Linked DNA regions of Mus musculus: region 1 is linked to region 2. Evidence: chromatin contacts called from public HiChIP or PLAC-seq data. All regions are on one chromosome and are shown on one strand. Each heading gives the region's core, a stretch centred on a gene start, on an enhancer-like site or on the middle of the called end of the contact. The rest is flanking DNA. Distances are from core to core; before and after follow the strand shown. Region 1 overlaps Prkcq (protein kinase C, theta). Region 2 has its middle 36 kb from the start of Prkcq.

Evidence for each region. HiChIP or PLAC-seq counts read pairs in DNA pulled down with a chosen protein or histone mark.
Region 1: a CTCF HiChIP or PLAC-seq map of CD8 T cells shows a contact between it and region 2, with 5 read pairs. The contact joins two enhancer-like sites. A contact is called at or near these places in 1 of 15 datasets of contacts at CTCF or cohesin (CD8 T cells), 1 of 484 Hi-C or Micro-C datasets (nephron progenitors) and 3 of 9 other capture datasets (adipose tissue, embryonic stem cells and liver).

The regions. Positions count from the first base shown.
Region 1 is chr2:11,251,753-11,258,779 of GRCm38.p6, reverse strand. Prkcq (protein kinase C, theta) reads right to left here. Exons shown (of 18, transcript NM_008859.2): 9 at 5,602-5,711; 10 at 4,492-4,609; 11 at 2,463-2,623. Among named protein-coding and RNA genes, the nearest start is that of Prkcq, 83 kb to the right of the region's middle. Within about 2 kb of position 4,634, at least 20 of the 459 cell types and tissues checked have an H3K27ac peak or open chromatin away from gene starts, as enhancers often do. A contact at or near this core is called in CD8 T cells, where this site is marked.
Region 2 is chr2:11,132,952-11,139,405 of GRCm38.p6, reverse strand. No RefSeq gene overlaps it. Among named protein-coding and RNA genes, the nearest start is that of Prkcq, 36 kb to the left of the region's middle. Within about 2 kb of position 3,490, at least 7 of the 459 cell types and tissues checked have an H3K27ac peak or open chromatin away from gene starts, as enhancers often do. A contact at or near this core is called in CD8 T cells, where this site is marked.

The DNA of each region.
Region 1 (7,027 bases), core at 3,385-5,884, 120 kb before region 2:
TCTGCAATCTTGTATTGTGGATGAATAATACTGTGTTCTAGTACTTGGGTATTAGATACTCAGTACTCAATCCTGAAGCTTGGGTATACTTGAGGTGATTTTGGGGGAGTTGGAAGCAGAAAGATCAGGAGTTCAAGGACATTCTCCCACTGTGCAGTGAGGATGAAGTCAGCCTAGGCTTCAGGAAACCCTATTTCTTTGTTTGTTTCTAAGAGATAAACACTTGCCACTGATAGCTGACTGGGACTTGGATGGAACTTAGACATCTCCAGAAAATGTGTAATTTGTTAGCCTTGGCATAAAAGCAGATTGGAAAAAAAAAAGTAGCAGACTACCATTTGGTTAAAAGCCATGTTTTCCACAGAAAGACAAAAGAATGATGAAATGTAAGTTCTTGGGAACTCTTGGTATTCTGAGAAAGAGAAATAGGTCAGCTTAGTTTTTGCCTTCTCAGGGTTCAGGGCCCGGTGTCTCAGTGCAAAAAAGGTACTGTGCACTTGGCACAGAGCAAGGAGGTACCTAGAGCCCAGAATGTCCCCAGGGCTACTTTCCAAAGCATGTATATATGTTTAACTTACTATCACTCTTATTAACCTTGTTTGAGTATAGAAATTCACATGGGAACAAAAGAGGATAAACATTTCATTAACAAAAGCACTCTGTTGGTAATTGTTTCTTTTAGTAAACCATCTTAAAGCCAGTTATAAAGTAAGAGCCAGGAAGGCAATTGCCATCTCCATAATGTCCTTTCAATTTTTCCTATCAGGTTATAATTGCACATTAATTGCAGCTAAATTATAATAAAGACTGGCTGTCAAATTGCCAGTCCACTCTGATTAACACCAAATGAACTGTTGTGGTTTGTATTATGGTGGAAGTGAAAAGAATTCACAAATCCCAGCTACAATTTGCAGGGCAGAGAATTTATGAAAAGAAAGTGCCTTAGTGTTCAGATGCAAACACAGTATTATTCAGCCACAATGGAAGCTCGGGTACACTTGAGTTTGTTTATTGTTACATAAACTGGGTAGATGCTGCTGGCAAAGTCTGACCAGCAGGTGCTTAGTGTAAGTTGGCTTTGGACTCCCTCAGTCATGGAATAGTGACCCTTGGTTAAAATATTCCTAGGCGTTCCAACTAACACTACAAAAATAGTTAGGAACCCTAGTAATAAATTACATACACTTAATGTCTAACATACCAAAAGGTCTGCATTCTATAATAACCCCCTTTATAATCATTAACTCGGTAGTTTTCTTCCAGGTTGTCACTGATGGTTGAAATTTCTTTGTGAGCATGAGTGTTTGTGTGTGTGCGGGTGCACATGCGCACACTGTAGAATCTGAGTTTGAAGTCTAGAGGTCAGCCTTTCACATTGGTTCTCAGGAGCTGTCCGTCTCTTTCTGACTTTTTGAAATGAGGTCTCTCAGCTCCTTAGAACTAATTTGGCTGGCTGGCCAGCAAGCCCAAGGCCACTTCTGGTCTCTGGGATTCCAGTGCTTGGATTACAAGCAAATGCCACCAAATCTGACCTTTCTATGTGGGCTCTGGGAACCGAACTCGGGTCCTTCAGTTTGTAACTCAAGTACTTCACCAACTAAGCTACCCCCGTCCTGAGGATAATTTCTTTCTTTTCACCCCTCTCCTTTCTCTCTTGACTTCTTTTTGTCCTTCACATTCTGTACTTGCTCTCTGTGGCTGACAGAGACACATTATTTCCTCCATCCCTGTCCAGTGAGTAACAAAAGAGGTAGGGAAGGGGGCCTCATTCCAAGGTACTTTTTCTAAGACTTCCTCAAACTACAGTCTTTGTTTGTTTGTTTGTTTGTTTGTTTTGTTCATTGATGTTTTGCCCACATGCATGTCTGTGTGAGGGTGCCAGGTCCTCTGGAACTGGAGTGACAGACAGGTGTGAGCTGCCATGTGGATGCTGGGAATGAACTCCAGTCCTTTGGAGGAGCAGCCAGTGCTCTTAACATCTGAGCCATCCCTGTAGCCTTCAAACTATAGTCAGTGTCTCAGCTTGTGTCTTCTTCCTCCCCACCTTCGCATGGCAAGATAAAAACCTTGGCCTCTAGTACTCCCAAGAGAGCGAATATATTTGGAAGTGGGCCTCTAAATAGGTAATTACAGTTAGCTGAGGTCACTCCCTAGGCACATGAAATGCAAAACAATTTTGAGGTGTGGGGAAGAAACAATGAAAAACTAGAAGGAAGAGTAGGCACAGGAAATGGGCATTTCTCTGACTCCTTGGTGCTCAGGCATCAAACTCATTAGTTCATGAGTATGTAGGCTTAAAACAATGGATTTGGGGCCAAAGATCCATAGGGAACAGAGACTGCTATTACTGCAGAGTTACTTAGCTCCCGATTTAATGTTGGATGCTCTGTCATCTCACGACACGGTGGGGGGCGGGTGCTCTCTGGCCCTGTTTGCACACCTTCAGGAACTTGGTAGCATACCTTGCCAAAACTTCCTTTTCCCAACATCTTGTGCAGGATGAAGTCATCGATCTTCAGTTTCAGCTGCAGTGAAGTCCTGCGCATGCTCACTTCGGGTTCAGGAGGACCGGCCGATTTATTTGACCCATCCAAAGGGGAATCCCAGGAAATGCCCTGGGGTTCTGAAAACAGCAGATCAGTTATTAAACATGAATGGGTAAGTAAGGTCACTCACTGTAGGCACTTAGGGCACCACCCACTTCTTCCATCTTTCATTCCGAAGTTCCATCTAATTCAGTTTCAGAATCCTTCTGCATCTGTCTGTAAACCTGGCATTTGGGCTGGGTCTCTGGCTAGCTAATAGCCTGGGCAATGGTCTAACTGAAGAAATACTGGACCCAAGGTCATGGTTAGTGTGGCAGTGGTGGTGCACGCCTTGAATCCCAGAACTGAGGAGGCAGAGGTAGGCTGATCTCTGAGTTTGAGGCCAGTCTACAGAGCAAGTTCCAGGACAGCCAGGGAACCCTGTCTTGAAAAAAACAAACAACACCATCCCTAAACACGAAAAAGTCCTAAACTCAAACCCAAACCAGAACAAATAGAAAGAAAGAAAGACAGACTGACAGACAGGACTCATCTCAATCAAAGACTACATATTTGTGTGTGAGAGAGAGGAAGAGAAAGGGAGAGGGAGGCAGGGAGAGGGAGAAGCCAAGAGAGAAAACTTTTAATAACATCAGATTCTGAGGAAATAGGAATCTTCACAGATCTGGGGAACGGATATCACCACTGTTTGTAACTACCAGACATACTGACATCAATTTCCATTAAGTAAAATGTGAGCTCTGAGGACACGCAATCAAGCAGGTTGTTAAAGATCTAAACCACACCATGTTTTGTGGTCTTCAAGGCTGTGTGCACTGATCATCTCTGAGGACGATGCTCCTTACTGCTTGGGAATCCTTCTGAGATGGACTTTGAATCTCTCTTGAAATTTTATGTCAATTTAGTCCTTGTATGATGCCAGAAGAAGGATTAAAAAGTGTTTTTAGGAATCCTTACTATGTATATACTACTATCATTAGTATTGCTTCTTTGTGTGTATGGATATGTGCATGTGAGGGCATGCACATATGTGTGGGTATGCATACATGTATGTGTGGGTGTGCGCATGTATATGGAAGCCAGAGGTCAGCCCTAACTGTCATTCTTCTAGCAGTATCTACCTTGGTTTCAAAGCAGGGTCCTTCACTAGCATGGAACATGCCAATTAGGCAAGGCTGGATGGCAGTTGGACCCAGGGATCCACTTGTCTCTGCCCCGCATGCCACCAGGATTACAGATACATACCGCCATTAACGGCTTTTTTATTTTTCATTTTATTTTATTTTAATAATGGTTTGGGGATTGAACTCTGGTCCTTGTGCTTGCAAAACAAGCACTTACCAACTGAACCATCTCCCCAGACCCTAGTATTCTTTAAGTTCAAAGACCATATCTCATAATGTTTGTTGAAATGATTCAGTTCCCAGAATCATGTAGCTGCATTTTCCCTTGAACCCCCTTCAAGCAGAAGGCAGAATGAATCTCTACACATGACAAAGTTTAAGGGTTAGGGCTCTTCTTCCTTCCTGTCTCAAAACCTCACAGGAGAGTCTCCGGGCAACAGTGACGATGCCCCAATGACATTTCTCCTTGTCTTGCTTTACAGTAGACTAACATCTGTAAAACCACCCAACATGGCCAGGAAATGACATTCTAGAACTCTGCCAGGAGCAACGCCCTCACAAAAAAATTCTAGTTAGGCATATTTTAGTTTTACTCTTAAAAGAAGAGTAGGAGGGGAAACTTTAGTCAGGATATATTGTATATGAAATGGATCTATTTTCGATAAAAAAAAATAGGGGCCTTGAGGTTGGTGACTGGATTTGTACTCTTTAAATAGAGAAAAAGAAACTCATCAGACTAGGTAAATGAAGAACTTAAGGCCAGAGAACAAGTGGATCGTGACAAGTGACCGGCATTGATGGTCAACTGCAGTGATAGTTACCTCTTTTCCCAGGTGTTGGTACGCATGGTGGCCTGGTTTCGTTTTTGGTGGAGCATGGGAGACCAATTTCAACTGGGCCTTCTCGGAAGATGTGTTCTGAATCTCGTAAGGAGCGAGCCTAGATCATAAAAAGGGTCAGACAACCCAATCACCAGTAGTTGGCGCCATTTCCCACCCACAGAAATCATACTGTATTGTCCCTAAGGACAGAAGGCTGTGAGGAATTTTGAATATGCAGGACAGTCAACACTTTCCTTTCTTTCTTTCTTTCTTTCTTTCTTTCTTTCTTTCTTTCTTTCTTTCTTTCTTTCTTTCTTTCTTTCTCTCTCTCTCTCTCTCTCTCTCTCTCTCTCTCTCTTTCTTTCTTTCTTTCTTTCTTTCTCTCTCTCTCTCTTTCTCTTTCTTTCTTTCTTTCTTTCTTTCTTTCTTTCTTTCTTTCTTTCTTTCTTTCTTTCTTTCTTTCTTTCTTCTCAGTAGGTTTAGAGTTCCTTGGCCTTGCATGCAACTGCTACATTCAATGTATCAGCAGCAGGCTCTTGGCTCCTTTTTCACACTTCAAGGGTACTAGCTGGAATCTTCTATGTAAGTAGCCTCATTCCATAACAAGTCAGGACAGAAAAGAAGGTGAACAAAAATACAGCTTATGTAGAAGGTAATGCCGAGTCTCAGTGAAAATTGGTTCTCAAGAGATAGGAATTTAATCAATGTAAGACAAACAGACAGGCAAAAGTTGCCCAGACTAGACACAGTGTCCTGTGACCATTCTGGAGGGAATTCTAATAAATACACTTTCTTTCCAGCTTCTTAGAGATCCCTAAAATACAGATATAAAGCTGGCAGTAAATCCTCAATAATTTGAGTGAATTTGCTTTCTTTCTGTACCTTCTCATTCTATACAGAGTTTAAGATATTACAGATGGCCACACTGATGTATGAATTATTAATTATCTCAAAGGTGGGATTATGGGGATGAAGGTGAAAATATCATGGCAAGTGTTCAGAAGGACACGCAGGGACATCCTGTGGGGTAGACAGAGCAAGAAAGAATGGACGTGGGTGGCCCTTGTTGAGAGGACATCGGGAATCACATCAGTGTAATGTCTGCTTTACCTGTTGGGTGCTTTCAATCATCGCTAGTGCTTCAGCCATTAGCTTCTGGTTTATACCACAAAGATTGGCAACCTTTGTCTGGCATCGGTGGTGGACGTTCATGCCACATGCTGAAACGAAGAAAGTAGCTCGTGAGGAGCAGGGAAAGAAGCCGGGAGTGCTTCAAAATGACACCAGGTACAATGTGAGCATCACAGTCTCACATCTAGAGAAGAAAGTCTGTGGCTGGCATGGCATCTGAGATGGCCTGTGGATGGAAGCGCCAAGAGGACCATGGTTCTATTGATAGTGTTAGAAAATTTGAGGATACAAGAGGTTGTCCTCCTGCTCTGGGACAAAGCTTAAACTCTGGCTTAAGCCTGAAGAAGGGAAATGGATAGCGATGAGATGGTGTTTGTATGTTAACAGGTAGGTAGGAGGAAAGAGGCCCAGAGACCATGGGCTCACTTTAGGAAGAGGTATTGTTATACTTCCTGGCTGGTTATGATGGAGGCACAGAATGAGGGCAAAGGTCTGAGCCCTGACTAGTGGGGGAGGAGGCATCCAGGATGGCTGTGTCTCTTGTGGACAGAACTAAGAGACTAGACGGAGCTTTGGAAGGGAAAATCAAACTGGTGGGGGCCCAGGAGTGAAGGAAGCTCTTTGATGAACTGCAATGTACTGGGAAGTTATGGTAGTGTTCCTACACACAGCCTTCCACAGAAGTCATAAGAAGAGCATCACAGACCTCATCTCTGGATTTAGATAGTGATGCTAACATCAACCTGACAGCTGGATGGAGATCATGTCTCAGTTCCCCGGCCCCTAAACACATGCATGTCCAGATATCATGCAATTACAGGCTAATTAAGGGCAGAGGAACGATGTAGTTATTAGAGTTTTGCTTATGGTAATGTCAAGGCCATAAAGAAAATGGGATTTCTTACATATGTGTTAATGTCTTAACTTTACACCTATGCCATAGTTAATTGCAAGAGCCACAAGAAAGAGCACAGCACCCTCAATCACTGTAGGTCCTGGACGCTGTGGATTTTAGATTTTCCACAAAGAAAGAGATGTGCTTGATTCGTGAGCATCTCTCTCTCTCTCTCTCTCTCTCTCTCTCTCTCTCTCTCTCTCTCTCTCTCTCTCCCTCCCTCCCTCCCTCCCTCCCTCCCTCCCTCCCTCCCTCCCTCCCTCAAGGGATAATGCTGTCTCCATAGGCTTCTTCTAACTCTTAAATCCTACAAGCAACCTGATTCATAAGTCCTGATAACAACACCATAAGGGACTAACTTCCACTTCCTGTGACCTTGTGATTCCCTGTTCATCTATAGGGGGATGTGTGTCCTCACCAGTCTATGGAAATACCACTATTACACCATGTTCTCAGTTTTTAGAAATTTTTCCTTTTGAAAGATCGCTATTACAATCAACAGAAAAATTA
Region 2 (6,454 bases), core at 2,241-4,740:
GGGCTCATGTGCATAGACAGGTATTTCTTCTTCTTCTTCTTCTTCTTCTTCTTCTTCTTCTTCTTCTTCTTCTTCTTCTTCTTCTTCTTCTTCTTCTTCTTCTTCTTCTTCTTCTTCTTCTTCTTCTTCTTCTTCTTCCCCGCCTCCTCCTCCTTCTCCTCCTCCTTCTTTTTTTTCCCCCCGGAGCTGAGGACAGAACCCAGTGCCTTGCGCTTGCTAGGCAAGCACTCTACCACTGAGCTAAATCCCCAACCCAGTATTTCTTCTTTTATGTGAAACATGAAAGCATTAAGCAAAACAACCCTACTTGGCCCTTTCTAACTGCAGTCTCTGACTGGATTTGTACTGGTTTCTCCCTCCACCGAAGATGATATTAAGACTTACATTTCAAGTCAGGAGTGGTGGCGCACGCCTTTAATCCCAGCACTCGGGAGGCAGAGGCAGGTGGATTTCTGAGTTCGAGGCCAGCCTGGTCTACAAAGTGAGTTCCAGGACAATCAGGGGCCAGCAGAATGACCGACCCGACAGCTTAAAAAGCCTCCCTAGATGTCAAGGCACAGCCTGCAGTCCTAGCACTCCTAAGGTGAGACAACGGTGGGAAAGGAGAAGTGCCTGGGAGCTGGGGAGCAGAAGCAGGGAGCCTGTGGTCCATAGCATGACAGAGGTTGGAGGGGAATGGAAGGTGAGAACCAGCTCTTGGAAGAGTCCTCTAATTGCCACATGCTTCCCAAGACATGAACTCAGAAATCTGCCTGCCTCTGCATCCTAAATGCCGGGATTAAAGGCATGTGGCACCACTGCCTGACTTATTTTGTTTTCAATACAATCAATTACATACTGACCACAGCTCCCCACCCCCAGTCCCCTCCCTACGCCAGATTCACTCTTCCTTTGTTTCCCAAAAAGGTCTCCCAGAAATATCAACAGGAACGCTAAATAGCATGTTATAATAAGAATTGGCACAAACCCTCACATCAAAGCTGGACAAGGCAACCCAGGAGGAGGAAAAGGATCCTAAGAGCAAGTGAAAGAGTCAGAACCTACTCCCACTGTTACGAGTCCCACAGAAACACCCTAACATATGCAAAAGACCCAGCACAGACCCATGCAGACTTCATGATTGCCGCTTTAGTCTTTGTGATGCCCTATAATAAGCCTTGCTGAGTTGTGGACCTTCTGTGGGATTTGTTCTTCTGGTGCACTTGACCCCTGTGGCTCCGACAGTTCTTCCTTCCCATCTTTCACAGGGATCGCTGAACTCTGAGGGGAGGGGCCGGATGGAGATCTCCAGCTTGGGATCTCTCTCTACCTAATGATTGGCTGTGGGTTCTGTATGTGCTCCCATCAGCTCCGGTGGGGGTGGGTCGGGCTAGGCATTGATCTATGCATATGGCAGACTATCATTAGGAATCACTTTATTGATTTTTTTTCCTCTCTGGGTCCTGGCCATTCAGGAAGTGTCAGGCATGGGTTCCCTCTCGTGGCATAAATCTAAAGTTATATCAGTCCCTGGTTGGCCACTCCCACGACTTCTGTGCCTCCAATGCCGCACCACATCTTGCAGACAGGATAGACTGTCAGTCGAAGGCTGTGTGGTTTGGTTGGTGTCTCAGTTCCACCACTGGAAGCCTTGCCTGGTTATAGAGCATGGCTGGTTCAGGCTCTGTAGTCTCCATTAGTAGGAGTCCTCACTAGGACCAGCGCCACAGAACTGGGAGTTCCTATAGCAGTAGGTTTCCACATCAATTCAATTCCAGTCATCTCTCCCCATAGTCTTTCTCTCCATCCTCCCCATCCTCAACCTGATTCCACCTGCTCCCATTCCCACCTGTCTTCTAGTCCACCCACAGAAATCTATTTCCCCTTCCCAGGATGATCCGTGCATCCCCCCTACAGTCCTCCTGTCCACTTAGACTTTCTGGATCTGTGGGCTGCACTATGGTTAACCTTTACCCAACAGTTAATATCCCCTTATAAGCATGTACATACCATGTTTGTCTTTCTGAGTCTGAGTTACCTCACTCAGGATGATTTTTTCCTACTTCCATTCATTTGCCTGCAAAGTTCATGATATTGTCTTTAAACAACTGAGCAATACTCCATTGTGTAAATGTACCCATGTTTTCTTCTTTGGTTGAGGGGCATCTAGCTTGTTTCCAGTTTCTGTCTATTATGAATAAAGCTACTATGAACATATTTGAGCAAGTGTCTCTGAGGTAGAATGAAATGTTTCTCAGGTATATGTCCAAGAATGGTATAGGTGAGTTTTGAGGTAGATCAATTCCCAGTTTTCTGAGGAATCACAATACTGATTTTCATAGTGGTTGTCCAAGTTTGCAGTCCCACCAGCAATGGAGGAGTGTTCTCCTTGTCAGCATCATCTGTCATTTGTGTTACTGATTTTGATGTTCTGACAGGTATAGGATGGAATCTCAATGTAGCTTTGATTTGCATTTCCCTGACAGCTAAGGCAAGTGTTTCCCAGTCATTTGGGTTTCCTCTATTGAGAATTCTTTGTTTAGATTGTACCCCATTTTTAAATTGGGCTATTTGTTTTCTTGATATCTAGTTTCTTTTAAACAAATGAGTGTCCCAGTGTCAGACACAGAGCAGGCAGAGTTGAACCTGAATCTGCTGTAGAGATTTTGCCTGTAGACCTGCTTTAGCCTCTGGCAGATGAATATGAGATCTGCTTCCCCAAACCAGTATGGCTCAGCATCCATAGGCATCTTACAAAACTGCAGATGCACATGGCTAGCGAAATGGTGGGTGCTGCCTCCCTGAGACCTGGAATACTGGATAAGAGTTGAGATATACAAATTCCTCCTCAATGCCCTGACCCTCCCAGAGTAGGTGTGACATCAGACACATTCAAGCTGATGTGTGCTACACATAGAACAAGGAGATCAGGGAGATGAAAGAGACAGTGTTGATGTCTGTTATAGTCAACACCAGGATGGCAGAAGTCATTTGATAGGTGTATGGAGTCCAGAGATGTTTTACCATTAATAAAGACCAAACTTCTGGACCAAATTTGGACTCCTCTGAGTCAAATACTTGACCTTGGCCTGTAATGACTGTGAACTTTTAGGAAAACCATTTTTTACTCTTACACTAAATGCTGTGTACAAACACTAGCATGGTTTCTAAGTTCAAGCTGTGTCCTTAGGATCAAGGCTGCAGTCCCCAAGCTTCTGCCTATAAACAAGGCTGCCAGGAACAGTTAATATATGTTCTAGTCAACATCCCAAGACATGAATTCTGTCTTCTAGTCTCATGGGAGGGTAGAGGTTAACCTGAGCAAACACCACCGTGTTGGTTTTATTATCATTGTGATCAAGTATTTTTTCCGTAAATAATTTAGAGAAGGAAGTATTTCTTTTATCTCAGTTTCAGAAGGTTCGTGGTTCTGTTGGCTCTGTGGGCCTGGGCATCGCTGTGGCAGGAGTGTGTGGAGGAAGGGATTCCTCTCTTCATGGCTGACAGGAAGTAGGGAGGGGAGGAGCAAAACACCCCAAAAAACCTCTCCTAGAGCTCTTTCTCTGGCTATGGCTAGGTCCTACCTCCTAAAGTTTCCAGAGCCTCCCAAACAGCACCACCACCTGGGGCCTTAGACTTTAACACCGGTTGGAAACGTTTGTTATTCAAGGCATAAAAACCAGTTAAGAGACTCACATGACCTAAAAACTGAGGAAAACACCCTCCCTGCCTTGGGCAAATTTCTACTCCCCAGATAACTGGATCCCTTCCTCTGCCCCTTTCCCATCTCGGTTTCTCGCATTCCCTTCCCTTTTCTTCCCCACTATCTTTCTTCTCCCTGTTTTGATTTGGTTTTCAAACACACTCACTTCTGCGCATATTGAAGATAAGCTGTTTATACTGGGATTCTTTTTTATGCAGTAGACAGAAGAAAATCTGTTCTCATCAATTTCTAATCGGGGATTGGCATCCTTTGCATCCAAATCCTTCCTCCTTCCCTGGGCCCCCTTTATTGTCATTTCTTTTGGTTAATGGAACATGGAACATACAGTGATACTTACCATTTTGTTTTTAAATAAACTTGAAATTTAGATTTATCATCCATCTATGTCTATCTGTCTGTCTGCCACTCTCTTTCTATGTATCATTACTATCCTATCTATCTATCATCTATCTATCTATCTATCTATCTATCTATCTATCTATCTATCTATCTATCTATCTATCTATCACCTAACATCATTATCTATCAAATGTAGCTGACTATGAATCAGAGATATAACTTAAATTTGTTTTGTATAAGCTATGAATTCATGGTCATGAATAAATAAATATACATACATATGTATAACACAGCTGGTTTGATTACATACCCACAAGGTTTTCACAACCTATTCCCTTGATGTATGGGGTTTATTTTAAATGACTAAATCCTGTTGCTATAAGGATCCTGAGAATTGCCTGAAGGTAGGAGGATCTGTCTCTTTTGATGGAGAAGCAATGAGGAGATGAACTTCTTTTCTAATGGCTTCAGGGAATTAAAACATTCAAAAGACTTTTGAGATCCTTAGGTAGCTAATTCATGAAATACTCACATTAATTAAACCATTTATTCTGTCAATGGTCTTTAGCCAAGGGCCACTCAAAATCCTTCTGTAGAAAGGACAGGCTAATTATTTATTGCAGTGAGGGAAAATACACACTATGGAGGGTTTAAAAAGTGCAGTAACAGTATATAGACTTTGAGCTGTAATCAGGAGATGGTGCAAGGATATGAGTTCTTTGTAGACACATGAAGTCCATGAAACCAGTAAGTAATCCAAGGGATGGAGGCTGGAAGGACTGGTAGGGCAGCTGCTTCTCACTGGTTCCGAGGAGGGGTATTAGATATTTATGGGTGACTTTATTATAATTTTTGCCTATGCTTAGATGGAATTAGGAAGTGGACCTGCTTTGTTTCACTTCACAATTAGCTCAGAGTCAATGTCTCTGAGGCTGGTCTCTTCTGAGGTAGTTTATGTCTAACAAGAGAATTAGCCTGTCCTAGCTGACATTCCAGGCCAACTTCTGAAGGACACAGACTGTGGTCTTTTTCTGCTCTCAATTTATTCTACTTTATAAAGTACTTATTACATGCTGGGATATCAATGCGTGTTGAAAGTGGCTCTCATGTTAAAAGAATCTACAATGGACTAGAACAAACAAGAGAGAGACAGACGGCAGTTATGCAGTCAATGAACATGGAGTGGGTCCTTATAAAAGTCAGGCTTTGATATGAATATATTTTGCTATGGACATCTGATAGATTTGTAAAAATATATCTAAGATGTCTTTATTTCATCAGAGGGACAGACAATAAATAGTAAACAAAATATAAAAAATAAAACAGACTAGAGAGATGGCTTAGTCAGAGAAGTGCTTGCTCTGAAAGTATGGGGGCCTGAATTTGAACCTCAGAAAAAAAAGCCAAACAGCATGGTGGACTTTTGTAACCCTGGAGCCAAGAGAGAAGCAGAGACAAGAGGCTTATGTCCTTGCTCTCCAGCAAGTCTAGTTTAGTCTGTGAGCCCGAGGTCCTCATGAGAGACTGCCTCAAAATAAAGCGAAGAGCTCCTAAGCAGGACCTCTCAGGTTACTCTCTGTGCATACATACACGTATGCACCCAAACACACATGCTCTCTTTCTCTTTCTCACACACAAATAATACAGAAGTATATTATCATTTGTGTTTGAAGGCAATAATAGATAAAATCAGAAAATAGACAGATCTAAAGGGAGAGACCTGTGTGAGTGGCAGACTACAGTATCAAACTCATTCACAGAGAGTGTGCGACAAGCACACAGGGTCATTCAGTGAGGGAGCGACATGGGCATTCAGGCAATATTTTGTTGCCTTTCTTTTTGGCAGTATAACAAGCCAGGGAAAGATAAGGGTGGGATTGTTAATTACACTTCCTGTTTTCAATCATTGATATTGAAATATAACATGAGTGTTTCCACCACCATCAGACCACCTTAGTCTCTGTAGTATTTACACCCTGGGCTTATTCATTCATTCCTCAGAGATTCTTGTTTCTGTGTTCCTTCCTAGTTCTTAGACAGCAATGAGCTGTTTCTTTTCTGCTCATTGGCTTTGTTTGGCCAGCAGAGACTCTCTTTTCTAGTAAGGACTTTCTGGGTTGAAGAATGAGCTGAACCGATGATTGCTTTTTATTTTAATTTTCAGTTTTTGGCAAGAGTGTGGTAGGCCACTCTGGAAATCCGTCTGGCGGTTCCTCAGAAAATTGGACATAGTACTACCGGAGGATCCAGCAATACCTCTCCTGGGCATATATCCAGAAGATGCCCCAACTGGTAAGAAGGACACATGCTCCACTATGTTCATAGCAGCCTTATTTATAATAGCCAGAAGCTGGAAAGAACCCAGATGCCCCTCAACAGAGGAATGGATACAGAAAATGTGGTACATCTACA